3 separate regions of the Rattus norvegicus genome follow, and regions 1 and 2 are each linked to region 3. A link is a contact called in public Hi-C and HiChIP or PLAC-seq data. All regions are on one chromosome and are shown on one strand. Each heading gives the region's core, a stretch centred on a gene start, on an enhancer-like site or on the middle of the called end of the contact. The rest is flanking DNA. Distances are from core to core; before and after follow the strand shown. Region 1 holds the start of Nfkbil1 (NFKB inhibitor like 1). Region 2 holds the start of Bag6 (BAG cochaperone 6). Region 3 holds the start of Vars1 (valyl-tRNA synthetase 1).

Region 1 (3,841 bases), core at 223-2,722, 230 kb before region 3:
CTCGTTGAGTCACCTACATACATCTTACAAGAGGCACCCACAATTTGCACTGGGGTGAGTCCATCCCTGCTCTCTCCACAACTCACCGCCTGCTGCTTGCTCTGGAACTCCTGCTCTCGCTCCCTGCGGTATTGCTCCACCTCCATTTGAGCCTCCTCCTTCGCCTGCTTCAGTCGCCGGGCCTTCCCTAGAGGCAGAAGGACAGTGAGTATACACACACACACACACACACACACACACACACACACACACACAAACACACACACACAGGTGTATTCGTGGGATCACTACCCTCCAGAAAGTTATTCAGTCTCCCGTCAAATGCTAGACTGTAAAACCCACCCGTTTCTTCTATCCTAATAGTCTCAGTCCCCCGATCTGACCTCATTGTCCTTGGGACTCAAATGTCTGTTATTCCGTATCCCTAAATTCTCCTTCCAGACTCCTAAGAGAGGAAAGAGGTGGCTCACTCTTCCTGGCATCGGCCACCTTCTCCGCTGCCCGCTTCTCAGCCTGGAGGAGCTGCTGGATACCCTGGGACTGACTGGCCATTTTTGTCACTAGAGAAGATGCTGTTCCGAAGGCGACCAAGGTACCAGTCGGCTCCCACCCTCCAGCGCCTACTCCTCCGGTCCCTTGATGCGATCCTCCACTCCCCCTGGGTCTTAGTGCTCCCGTTTTCACTCAGTCTCCTGCACCGGGTGGGTGTCTCATCCTCACACCGATGACTGGTCCTCCTCTCGAACCTCACTGATGTAGTATCCTAAACGGCCGCCCGAGGGCAGCAGAGACCAGCCCTGTGCTCACTACGCAGCAGGTGCAGGGCCTCTCCGTGTCACCAGGGTCCATAGAGATGGGGCTGGGGGAAGCGGAGGGCAGCGTTTGGGTGGGAGGAGATCTTGATTGGTGGTCTCGAAGGAGACACAACACAAAGGCGATGAGAATGGTGTGGGAAGGTAAGGATGTGCTTGGGCACAGTACGCTGGGTTTCACTTATCACTCCCAACTCTGTGTCTCCACGCCTCCCTCCGCCCTTCCCCCGCTTTTCAGCCTCCATCTTCTCTTTAGACACCCCACCCCCCCCCAAAACAGAACGTCTGCATACATCCCCCTACCCTGTCCTACGTTTGCCTTGTTAGTGTCTACTCATGTGTTTTTCTTTTTGGATTTACCCATATACTTGGCCTAATTGTGATTAGATGGGGGGGGGGGTGTTTTGAGACAGGGTTTCTCTCCATAGTTCTGGCTGTTGCGGCAGCTCCCCCTGTAGACCAGGTCTGCCTCCGCCTCCCTTCGGAACCTCGCCTCTAATCTTCGGCTTGCAGGTGGAACCTATATCGCAAATTGTCTTGTTTCCCCTCCGGAGGCCTAATCATGAGTCACCCAGTCGGGGCGGAACAATTTCCGGGATGGGAGCCACACAGTTCATTTCCGCCCGACACTTGCGCGTGTGCCTGCGCCATTTCCTGCAGCCTTGCGTGCCTCCTCCCTCCACACCTCCCTTCTCCGAGCGTCCTTAAACCCAGGCCTCCGGCCTCCGTCTCTGAGGGTCCTTGAGGGGGGCGGGGAGCAGGTCTGATGAGTAACCCCTCCCCCCAGGCCCCAGAGGAAGAAGCCTCTACGTCTGTCTGTCGGGTACATTATATTCCATTTCTAGATCGCTCTTTGAATTCGTGACTTTTCTTCAGATTTGTGGCTAATGAAAATTTACCCCGTCTGGCCTTACTTGATTTTTTTTTCCTGTCCAAAGTTCAGAATTAACTTTTTTCTTGGGCTCTGAAGCCTTAAAACAACTATGTATCATTTTCTCAAGAAATTAACATCAAAAATTAAGTCTGTGACCCGCCCCCCAGCCCCCAACTCCACCCCACCCCCGCCCCAAACTTGTCATCTGCTAAGGGATGAGAGTTTCGAATAGGCCTTATCTCTTGCTGGAGATGCGAGGGGGAGGGAATGGGAGGTAAAGGGAGAAACTGGAGAAAGAGCCGAACTGGGTCCTCACCGCTGCCGTTTCCCACTTCTTCCTCAGCCCCAGAGTTCCATGGCCTCCGTTTCCCGCCGGCACCGCCGAGAGCGACGCTTCAGGCGGTACTTGTCTGCAGGACGGCTGGTGCGAGCCCAGGCTCTCCTCCAGCGACATCCCGGCCTTGATGTGGATGCTGGGCAGCCCCCGCCTCTCCACAGGGCCTGTGCCCGCCACGATGCCCCTGCCCTGTGCTTGCTGCTGCGTCTTGGCGCCGACCCTGCCCACCAGGACCGCCATGGGGACACGGCGCTGCATGCTGCTGCCCGCCAGGGCCCTAATGGTGAGTCTGTAGGAACTGGCCTTGAGAAGCTAGCCAGATCTGAACTGAAAGCCAGTTAACAGTTGGGAAATAAAGGCCTGGTGTGGTGGCACAGGCTTTTGACGCCGGCAAGTAGAGGCAGGAGGATCTCTGTAAGTATCCTGTCTACACAAGTGAGTTCCAGGACTACATAGAGAGAGACCCTGTCTCACACAACAAAAATAGTTGGGAAGTCAACTAGTTATTTGGTCCTTGGGAACTGTTGAAGCCATTGACCTGGTTGGTACGAAACCACGCCTTTCTAGTAACAGATAAGTTTATCAACTAAGAGGCGTGCAAGTGCGTCTGTGTTAGTGTGGTGTGGTTGCTTTTGTTTTTGAGTCAGGGTCTTGCTGGGTATCTCAGGCTGGCCTCAGCATCCCCAGATCTGAGATCGTAGGCTTGTGTCGGCACACCCAGCCCGCACCTTGCAGCTTTCTTTACATGAAGTTGACAGCTCCGGGTCAGATCCCAGCAACAAGGAGCTGGCCCCACCCACCGTCCCCTCCTCCCCCAGATTAGTACGCTTCTCTCTGCACAGTTACAACAATGGCAACCTTTGTAATATGCCACAGATGTCTTACAAAGTATCCATGCCGTCTGTTGTCACATGATCAGCTGGGATGGCCAGAGGACGTTAAACTTTTGGGAGGTGTTATTTATGCCCGAGTCATGTTCCTTGACACATACCTGGCCACCAGTTTCCCTCCTTCTCACCAAAATTCTGTAACAAAAATCTAACTGAAGCTGGTGGTGCAGGCATTAATTAGCCCCTCTGGAGGCAGAGGCAGTCAGGTCTCTCTGCATGCTCAAGGCCAGTCTGATCTACATAGTGAGTTCCAGGCTAGCCAGAGCCACATTAGAGAGACCCTGTCGCAAAATAACAGCCAAGCATCACAAGTCCTCGGTTATGGCTTCAGAGTGCAGACAGCCTTTTTGTGTTGTTTGTGCTATGGGAAGATAACCAGCCCAGAAACAACATAACCACCTAGAAAGACAGGAAGTTCACAGTGGTACTACCGTAGTCCCAGCCTCAGGAGCTCTAGGTTCACCTCAAGGCCATTCTGGGCGGGGCCTAAGAATCTTAAAAAGTGAAGAGAAAAAGCCATCGAGCAATTCTAACCTCCAGAGGCTGCGGTGACAAGTTTTATCTCACTGAGGTTAACACTCATGTTTTCTACCAAAACCTTGTGCTCACCTGCCCCTACTCCCCCAACCGCTTGACCTAGACCCAGACCTTGTACTTCTAGATGAGTTTTGCCAAATCCCATAGTCCTGAAAACAAATGGAAGGTGTTGCCTCTGCAGTGACAGCAAAAGCAGTTCCCTGGAGAGCAGCTTCCTGACTAGGACCAGAGGGGAGGCCCGTCCATCGTGAGAGGGCCTTCTGACCACAGGAGATCGTGAACGTCAGCCACCCTGCTTACTCATCTCCAGCTTAGCCTCTCCTCAAGCAAAACCAAAACCAAAACCCTTTAACACAAGCAGGTTGGTGGGCTTTACATAGGTTGCTTTGTT
Region 2 (3,364 bases), core at 540-3,039, 130 kb before region 3:
AGACCCTACTTTACAAAAAAAAAAAAAAAAAAAAAAAAAAAAAAAGACGAAGCCAAGGCAGATGTGGTAATCTACAATCCCATAATCCTCTATCACAGTGTGTATAATCCAAGCACATAGACAGTAAAGGCGAAATGGTCAGAGGCAAAGGCAGCCCCGCTATGTGTCCCCACCTCCCAGAAAGACACATCAACCCTTGGTAACAGGCAGAATTAACTATCACACATATCTACTCACAAAATCTACGTGGCTTTTTAAATATCTGCTTTAGAAAACCACGAAAATGACCTGCGCATGATGGTGTCTCAAAGAATTATGCAGGAAAAACAAAAGATAAACGTGGCCACACTGAACTTAGCTCAAGACTCAAATTATGCCTCAACTATTGGCGATTCTACTTCACCGTGTATGGAAGCAGGTTTCTGTAACCTATAAAAAAGAACAGACACACCATACTGGTCTGAGGTCCCCCTGTGTTGTGTCTGGTCCCAAAGGCCAGAGCCATGCCTGTCCCTTTGGGCTGGAGGTCTGCACAGAATAGGTATAGAGTTCTCCTCTGTACCTCCCACTTCTGAGTTCTGTCAAGGTGAGGACAGGCTAAACAAAATCTGCCTCACTCAACGGTAACCACACCTCCCAGCTCAATAGGAACGTCAGATGTCCTACAGAGTAAGGGACAAAAGGGTCAATGACAAGAAAATCAGGCTCATCCTTCACAAAACAAACGAGCAAAAGGGGTGTCATCTCTACAAAGTACTGGTGTCTCACCTGGGCCCCCACAATAAAAGTCCGAGTCTGAGAGTCCAGGGTCTTCACCAGTACCTCCAGGCTGTCAGGCTCCTCCATAGCGGTACTGGTACTATCACTCGGCTCCATGGCCGACAGCTCTCTAAGGAAGAACGAGGAAGGGGGGGGGGGATGGTTCGCTGTCGGTCGCGCTGTATTTTATACACCCGGAAGCCTCTCTGGACCCAATCTCCGCCCCAATCCCTTGAAAGTTTCACATACACAAGCACATATATTCATCCTCCTCCTCCTCATCCCCCCTTTTTGATTCGGGGGCACAGGAATAGAAACACAAAGGGTATGAGATCGACGGCATAGGGAGATGAAGGACGAGAGGTGGGAGGGGCTCTACAATGCCAATCACAATAGGGAGAGCCAGTTGGGCTAGGAATCGGGGAAGCAAGCACGAGACCGATCAGAGACCAGTGTCATCACCGGTCGCGACCGAGCAAGCGCCCGAGAGATCGGGAAATCCTAGGACAACGCGAGGGGGGGGGGGAGGGTCGCGCTAGACTCGGCAGAGAAAGTAGCTTCGCGCACGCGCGCCACCACAATCGAACCCGCCTAAATCACCACAGACCCAAGACCACCGACACTCACGGGAGGCTGGATGGGCTCGCTGACCGCCCCCTCCTTCCGCCTCCGTCTTTCGTCGGTATTCCAGCAACACGACTTAACCAACACGCGGCCAAACACATACAAACACATACACAGCCCACCACCCTGTGGCTCCGCCCCCGACTTCCCCACGGTACCGTCACTTCCGGTCTCCCCCAACCTGGCACCAAGGGCCACTTCCGTTTCCCCGATAGTATTTGGGGATCTCGAGGCGGTACTTCCGGCTCCCCCAGTCTCCCCCGATTTACTTTCGTGGGGCACGATGAGAAAGTCCACAGCCCCGAGCAGTGAGTTTCTGGGGGGCGAGACGGGCCGGGGCCGGCCTAGATGGGAGGGAGCCGACCACCCGGAGGAGCCGCCGCCGCCGCCGTCGCCCGGGGGACCGCACTGCGCCTGCGTGAACCGCGTACGCGTGCGCACACTTTAAGTATTTCCCCGCCCCCCCCCTCCGGCTGTGTGCGTTTCTTCCCTGCTCGCGCCGTTGTGCTACCCGACCGGGGTGTCTACTGTAAACGCCTGAAGAAAAATTACTGGGTGGAATGCTGCACCTTCCTGGGGAAAAGAGTCTGGGATTTCTGCGTATTGCACCTCGTTAATCAACGTTCCTATCTTGACGGACATAGAAATTTACAGGCACAATTCTAACTACCCAAACCTCTGCAAGACCTCTGGTCCTCCCGTCATTCCTGCTCTTCCGGAAGCCACTCTTTTCCGTGGACGGCTTGGGCGTTCCGCGGGCTGTATTTGCTTGTGCTCAAGTTTAGTTCCTGGCGGGATTAGGGTAGTTGGACGTTTTGCAGACTTTGGCCGTCCTATTGGTCTTTGATTGAGAGCACTATGGGAGTGCCATATTTAAGGATAACTAAGCATACTGCTTTTTAGGAGCTTTTTTAAAGAAACGAAAGAAAAAAAAACGGGTGCCTTAGGGATCGGATTGAAAGACAAGGACAAGACTTTTGAGAAAGGAGATTGGAAGGCCAGCCACCGAGGGAGTTAGTTGAACAGGGTGGGACGGTTGTTTCTCTACATTCTTCCCCACTTATTCTTAGATGCCAATACTGATGAGAGTTCCAGTAAGCATTGTATATTGAGACTTTTATATGCTGTTTCAGTGTTAACTCTGAATTGCCCGGAACCCATAAAGACAATGTACCCCACACCACCACCCAGGGCAGGGTCGTGTGTCACTCTACTAGACTGTATTTACGTTTTGAGGTTTTTTTTTCCTCCGAGACAGGATTTCACTATGTAGATCTGGATGTCCTGTAACTCACAGAGATCCACCTGCTGGGATAAAAGAACTTAAATATTTTTTAAAATGCTTTTCTGGGGGGTGGCTGTATGGCCTTCGTCTGTCACAGCACAGCGCAGGTGTGGAGATCTGAGGGAAAATGTGCTCTTTCACTGCGGGGACCTGGGGATCAAAGTCAGGTCCTCTAGCTTGGCTTGCCATCCGCCAAGCACCATCACTGCTGGAACACTTCCCTAGACACACATTTAGTATTTTATTATAAAGATTTCAGGGGCTGGAGAGATGGCTCAGCGGTTAAGAGCACTGAGTGCTCTCCCAGAGGTCCTGAGTTCAAATCCCAGCAACCATATGGTGGCTCACAACCATCTGTAATAGGATCTGATGCCCTCTTCTGGTGTGTCTGAAGATAGCTACAGTGTACTCATACACATAAAATAAATTAATAAATCTTTAAAAATCACTACCAGAAGTTGCACAGACGGATATTTGCTTCAGACTTGATGTAACATGATCTCATTTAATCCCCTGAGACTAATGGGTTGCCCATCCCAGAGATGGGGGTAAAAAATAGAAATTAATACAATTGTCCCAAGAGACTAGATTGTTGTTACCACTGAGTTTGCTTGGTATGCATAAGTTCCCACATCTAAGAGTCGAGTTAAGGGTTAGACCCACTCTTAATACTAGGGTTACACTTCTTAACCATTA
Region 3 (3,608 bases), core at 460-2,959:
AATGAGGCTTTGCTAGCCCATCAGGACATGAAGAAACCAGTCAGGGTCTGTGTGGTTCATTCATTCCCCCCACCCCTCCAAGAGACACCAAGTATCCACCGTGCACTCCCTCTCCTGAAGGGGTGGAGCTTCCAGTTAAGTATGGTACAGGTCTACCCCGGAAGGGCTCACAGGAACAATCCGGCTGGTTATCTGTCCTCTCCCTTCCCCCTCCTTCAATTCATATCTCCCCTAACTCCTCCCAGCAACTATCGGTCTCTCCCCAGCCTTTTCTACAGCTCACACCTGGTGTCCCTGTCACATTTGCCAACCAGGGCCTTGTCAACCTCACACAAGCCAGGGGCCTGTAGGGAGAGGGAAACTCAATTGGGAAAATGTCCCCAACCAGATCGGCCTGTAAGGTGAATCTGTGGGGACATTTTCCTAACTAACGACTACGTGGAGGGCCAGTTCGTGGTAGGCAATACCTCCCCTGGTGACAAGCTGTGGTGAGCAGGCAAGTAAGTAGCCATCCTGCAGTGCCTCAGCTTCAGTTCCTTCCTCCAGTCACTGGCCTGACGTCCTTCAGGGATGTATAACCTTATACCTTGGAATAAATCCTTTCTTTCCCAAGCTGCTTTTGGTCATGTTGTTTTTATCATGGCAACAAAAACCCAAAGACCATTAGAGACTTAGTAATGCCTGGCACACCCGTGCGGTTCCAAGCCATTCAGATAGAGTGAGACCCTGTTTAAAGATGCACACACACTCCAAAACCAAAAGTGAAAACACCAAAAGCACGCTCCCAGGCGCTCATCTACCACACCCCCTGAGGAAGGGATTACATCAGCTTGGGTTCTCAGACACAGAAGACCAAGGCTGAAGAACTTAAAGTGTTCCCAAAGTTACTACACCAGGCCGCAAACAGGGATTTGACCGCCTGACAACCTACTTCCTTCCTTGGGATTGTTTCCAATCCTGCTTGTTTACTCAGAAGTTCTCCCTCCTTCTTCTTCCCTCTCACCTGGGGATCCTGACCAGGACCTCGAAGTCCTAGAGCAGGCAGCGTCGCCCCGCAGGCAGCTGGTGTGAGCTCCGTGTCGGCATAACTGACCCACTGCTGGACCAGGACAGCTGCCCGGCTGCCCCCGGGTCCTCCCAGGCCTGCTGGCCACAGCAGCTGAGCTACAGCCGGGGCCCCCCACACCCACAGGCCGCCAGGCCCCTGCTCCAGGGCGGGCAGGCGAGGCGGGGGGAATGGAGTCCGGCTGCTCGGGGGAGGCTGCAGGCAGATGCGAGGGTGAGGGCCTCCCCACCCGGGACCGTCCCCAGCTTCCCCGTAGCGGGCAGCGATGAGGGCTCGCAGGCTGGGGAAGGCGTCGGGGTGGGGAGAGACGTAGAGGATGGACATGGCTGTGCAGGGTCGGAGCGCGGTGGAGTGACCTGAGGAGAAACCGGGCAGATAGAGGAGGGGACGTGAGCACGTGCTGCAAGGCACGCAGGCGCCGGGCCGGGATCTAGGCCTGGCGGAGCAGCCGCGAGCAGCGCCTGGAGGAGGAGGCGGGACCCCAATCGCCCGCCCTCCCCGGGGTTGTGAAAGGGGAGTTCGCGCCGCGTGTACGTACTGAAGGCGGCGATCCCACTTGGCCGGGAGATCTCCTCAGCCGGCCACGGCCGCGGCCCCACAGGGCGGCCGGGGAGGAGGTGGCGGGCGGCGGAGGCAGCTCTCCCGCAGCGGGAGAGCGCGGCCGGGCCAGCGGCACCCACGTGTCCCCCTTTGTGACAGCGCGGGTTTCCCGGCCCGGGTCCTTGAGGGGCGGTCCGACCCCGCCTGTGCGTGCGCGATCCCGAGGGTCCGCGCACGGCTCACCGCAGCCAGACGGGTCAAGGAGGGGCTAGGGTGGCTCTCGCTGCAGGAGGACCGGAACGCGCGCGCGGAGACGAGCCTGTGCCTGGATCAGGCGCCGCCGCGGGCAGCCCGGGGTCCTCGGGTCAGGCGCCGCCGCGGGCAGCCTGGGGTCCTCGGGTCTGGTGCGCGCCAGAGTATGAGCTGGACGAGTTGTGGGATCTGGGGACGCTGCAAGCAGTCCCTGTCTGCCGGGAGTTGCTGCTGTAGGGAATAAAGGTTAGTAATTCCCCGGCGTTACTGTGCGGTGCGCACCACACCTGTTTGTGTTTATTTTCTGCCCTTAAAAAGCGTACTGATTGGGTGAGCTGCAGGAATCCGGCCGTGGCAGATTTTAGTGGCAAGGTGCAACCGCCAACTCACGGGAGATCCTCGGATCTTTCCTAGGTAAAACACCGGAAAAGAGCTCGAGGTGCTGAGAGCTCACGGCTTGGGATGGAGCTGAAAGAATAAAGATTTTTAAACTATCCCCCACTGACCCTGCTGTGAGGCCCAGTGCACCTCAAAGTTCAGGACAGGTAGAGAAAATAAATACAACTCTAAAGGAGACCCTGACCAAATTGACCATGGAGACTGGCATAGACTGGGTGGCACTCCTTCCCTCTTGCTCTCTTCAAAACAAGAAATACCCCTTCCAGATTCAGCCTTACCCACTTTGAGATCTTATATGAGGTCTCAGCTCCTCTGACTGTATTAGATGATGTTATTAAACCAACATATCATAGTAATAATAATTTGTATGCCAGGCTAAAAGACCTACAGGTGATACAGAAAGAAGTCTGGTCACAGCTGACAGCAGCCTATGCCACGGGGACCCCTGAGACAACTCATCAGTTCCAGGTTGGAGACGCGGTCCTGATACAGAGACATCGTGCGGGAAACCTTGAACCATGTGGTACTGTTGACTACCCCCCACCTCGGTGAAGGTAGATGGGATCCCTACCTGGGTACACGCCTCACACGTGAAGGCTCCCGAGTCTAGTCAAGATGAATGGTACTGTGGTACGGACTGATAACCCTCTTAAGCTGTGCCTTCAGAGGGGGGACCCGGAGTCGCACCAACCCCCATCAGCCTAGAACCTATACCTGGGAAATAGTCAACCAGGCAGGAGACCTCGCAAATTCCTCCTCCGTGGTCACCACCACCACACCATGGTATGATTTAGAGGTAGATCTCTGTCGGCTGGCCCTGGGGGCTGACGCAGCCTGGGGCACCTCAGATCACTACTTGCCCCAACAAAAACCTGTTAATACCCAACAAAGGCATAGCACTGTCCCAGGATGCTATAGTGCTGCAGCCAGGACATACTTGACTATGGCACCCATATATGTCTGCCGGGGGTCGCGCAGAGATCACTCTCTGACCACAAGGTGTGCTATGCCCCGGACTACTATTGTGCCTCTTGGGGATGTGAGACAACTGGGGATACTTACTGGAACCCATCCGCCAGTTGGGACTATATTACAGTCAAGAGAAGAACCCCCCGACCCAACAACTTAATTCAGGACCTACACCCTTAACTCGAACTGTGTTAATAATTGGTGTAATCCCTTAGTCATCTCTTTCACAGGAAAAGGCAAACAACAACAGTGGGAAGGCCGGGGGTATGAATGGGGCCTTCGTCTATACATATCAGGGAAGGACCCCGGACTTACTTTCAAGCTTAGACTGAAAGTACAGAACACCCCAAGTGGACCAGTGGGCCCCAACAAGGTCCTGCCC

The links. A called contact is a pair of places that touch in the nucleus more often than the background predicts. HiChIP or PLAC-seq counts read pairs in DNA pulled down with a chosen protein or histone mark.
Region 1: a Hi-C map of mammary epithelial cells shows a contact between it and region 3, with 3 times the contacts expected there. The contact joins the promoter of Nfkbil1 here to the promoter of Vars1 in region 3. A contact is called at or near these places in 3 of 12 Hi-C or Micro-C datasets (frontal cortex, hepatocytes and mammary epithelial cells).
Region 2: an H3K27ac HiChIP or PLAC-seq map of oligodendrocytes shows a contact between it and region 3, with 5 times the contacts expected there. The contact joins the promoter of Bag6 here to the promoter of Vars1 in region 3. A contact is called at or near these places in 1 of 12 Hi-C or Micro-C datasets (hepatocytes) and 1 of 1 datasets of contacts at active chromatin or transcription factors (oligodendrocytes).

The regions. Positions count from the first base shown.
Region 1 is chr20:3,593,847-3,597,687 of GRCr8, forward strand. Nfkbil1 (NFKB inhibitor like 1) reads left to right here and starts at 1,473. Exons shown (of 4, transcript NM_212509.2): 1 at 1,473-1,635; 2 at 2,030-2,306. The coding sequence starts at 1,579. It overlaps Atp6v1g2 (ATPase H+ transporting V1 subunit G2), which reads right to left and starts at 741. Exons shown (of 3, transcript NM_212490.2): 1 at 471-741; 2 at 87-187. The coding sequence starts at 552.
Region 2 is chr20:3,691,540-3,694,903 of GRCr8, forward strand. Bag6 (BAG cochaperone 6) reads right to left here and starts at 1,790. Exons shown (of 26, transcript NM_001414741.1): 1 at 1,542-1,790; 2 at 769-889. The coding sequence starts at 876.
Region 3 is chr20:3,823,242-3,826,849 of GRCr8, forward strand. Vars1 (valyl-tRNA synthetase 1) reads right to left here and starts at 1,710. Exons shown (of 30, transcript NM_053292.1): 1 at 1,623-1,710; 2 at 1,004-1,422. The coding sequence starts at 1,390. It overlaps LOC108349032 (a long non-coding RNA gene), which reads left to right and starts at 1,966. Exons shown (of 3, transcript XR_010060960.1): 1 at 1,966-2,104; 2 at 2,273-3,608.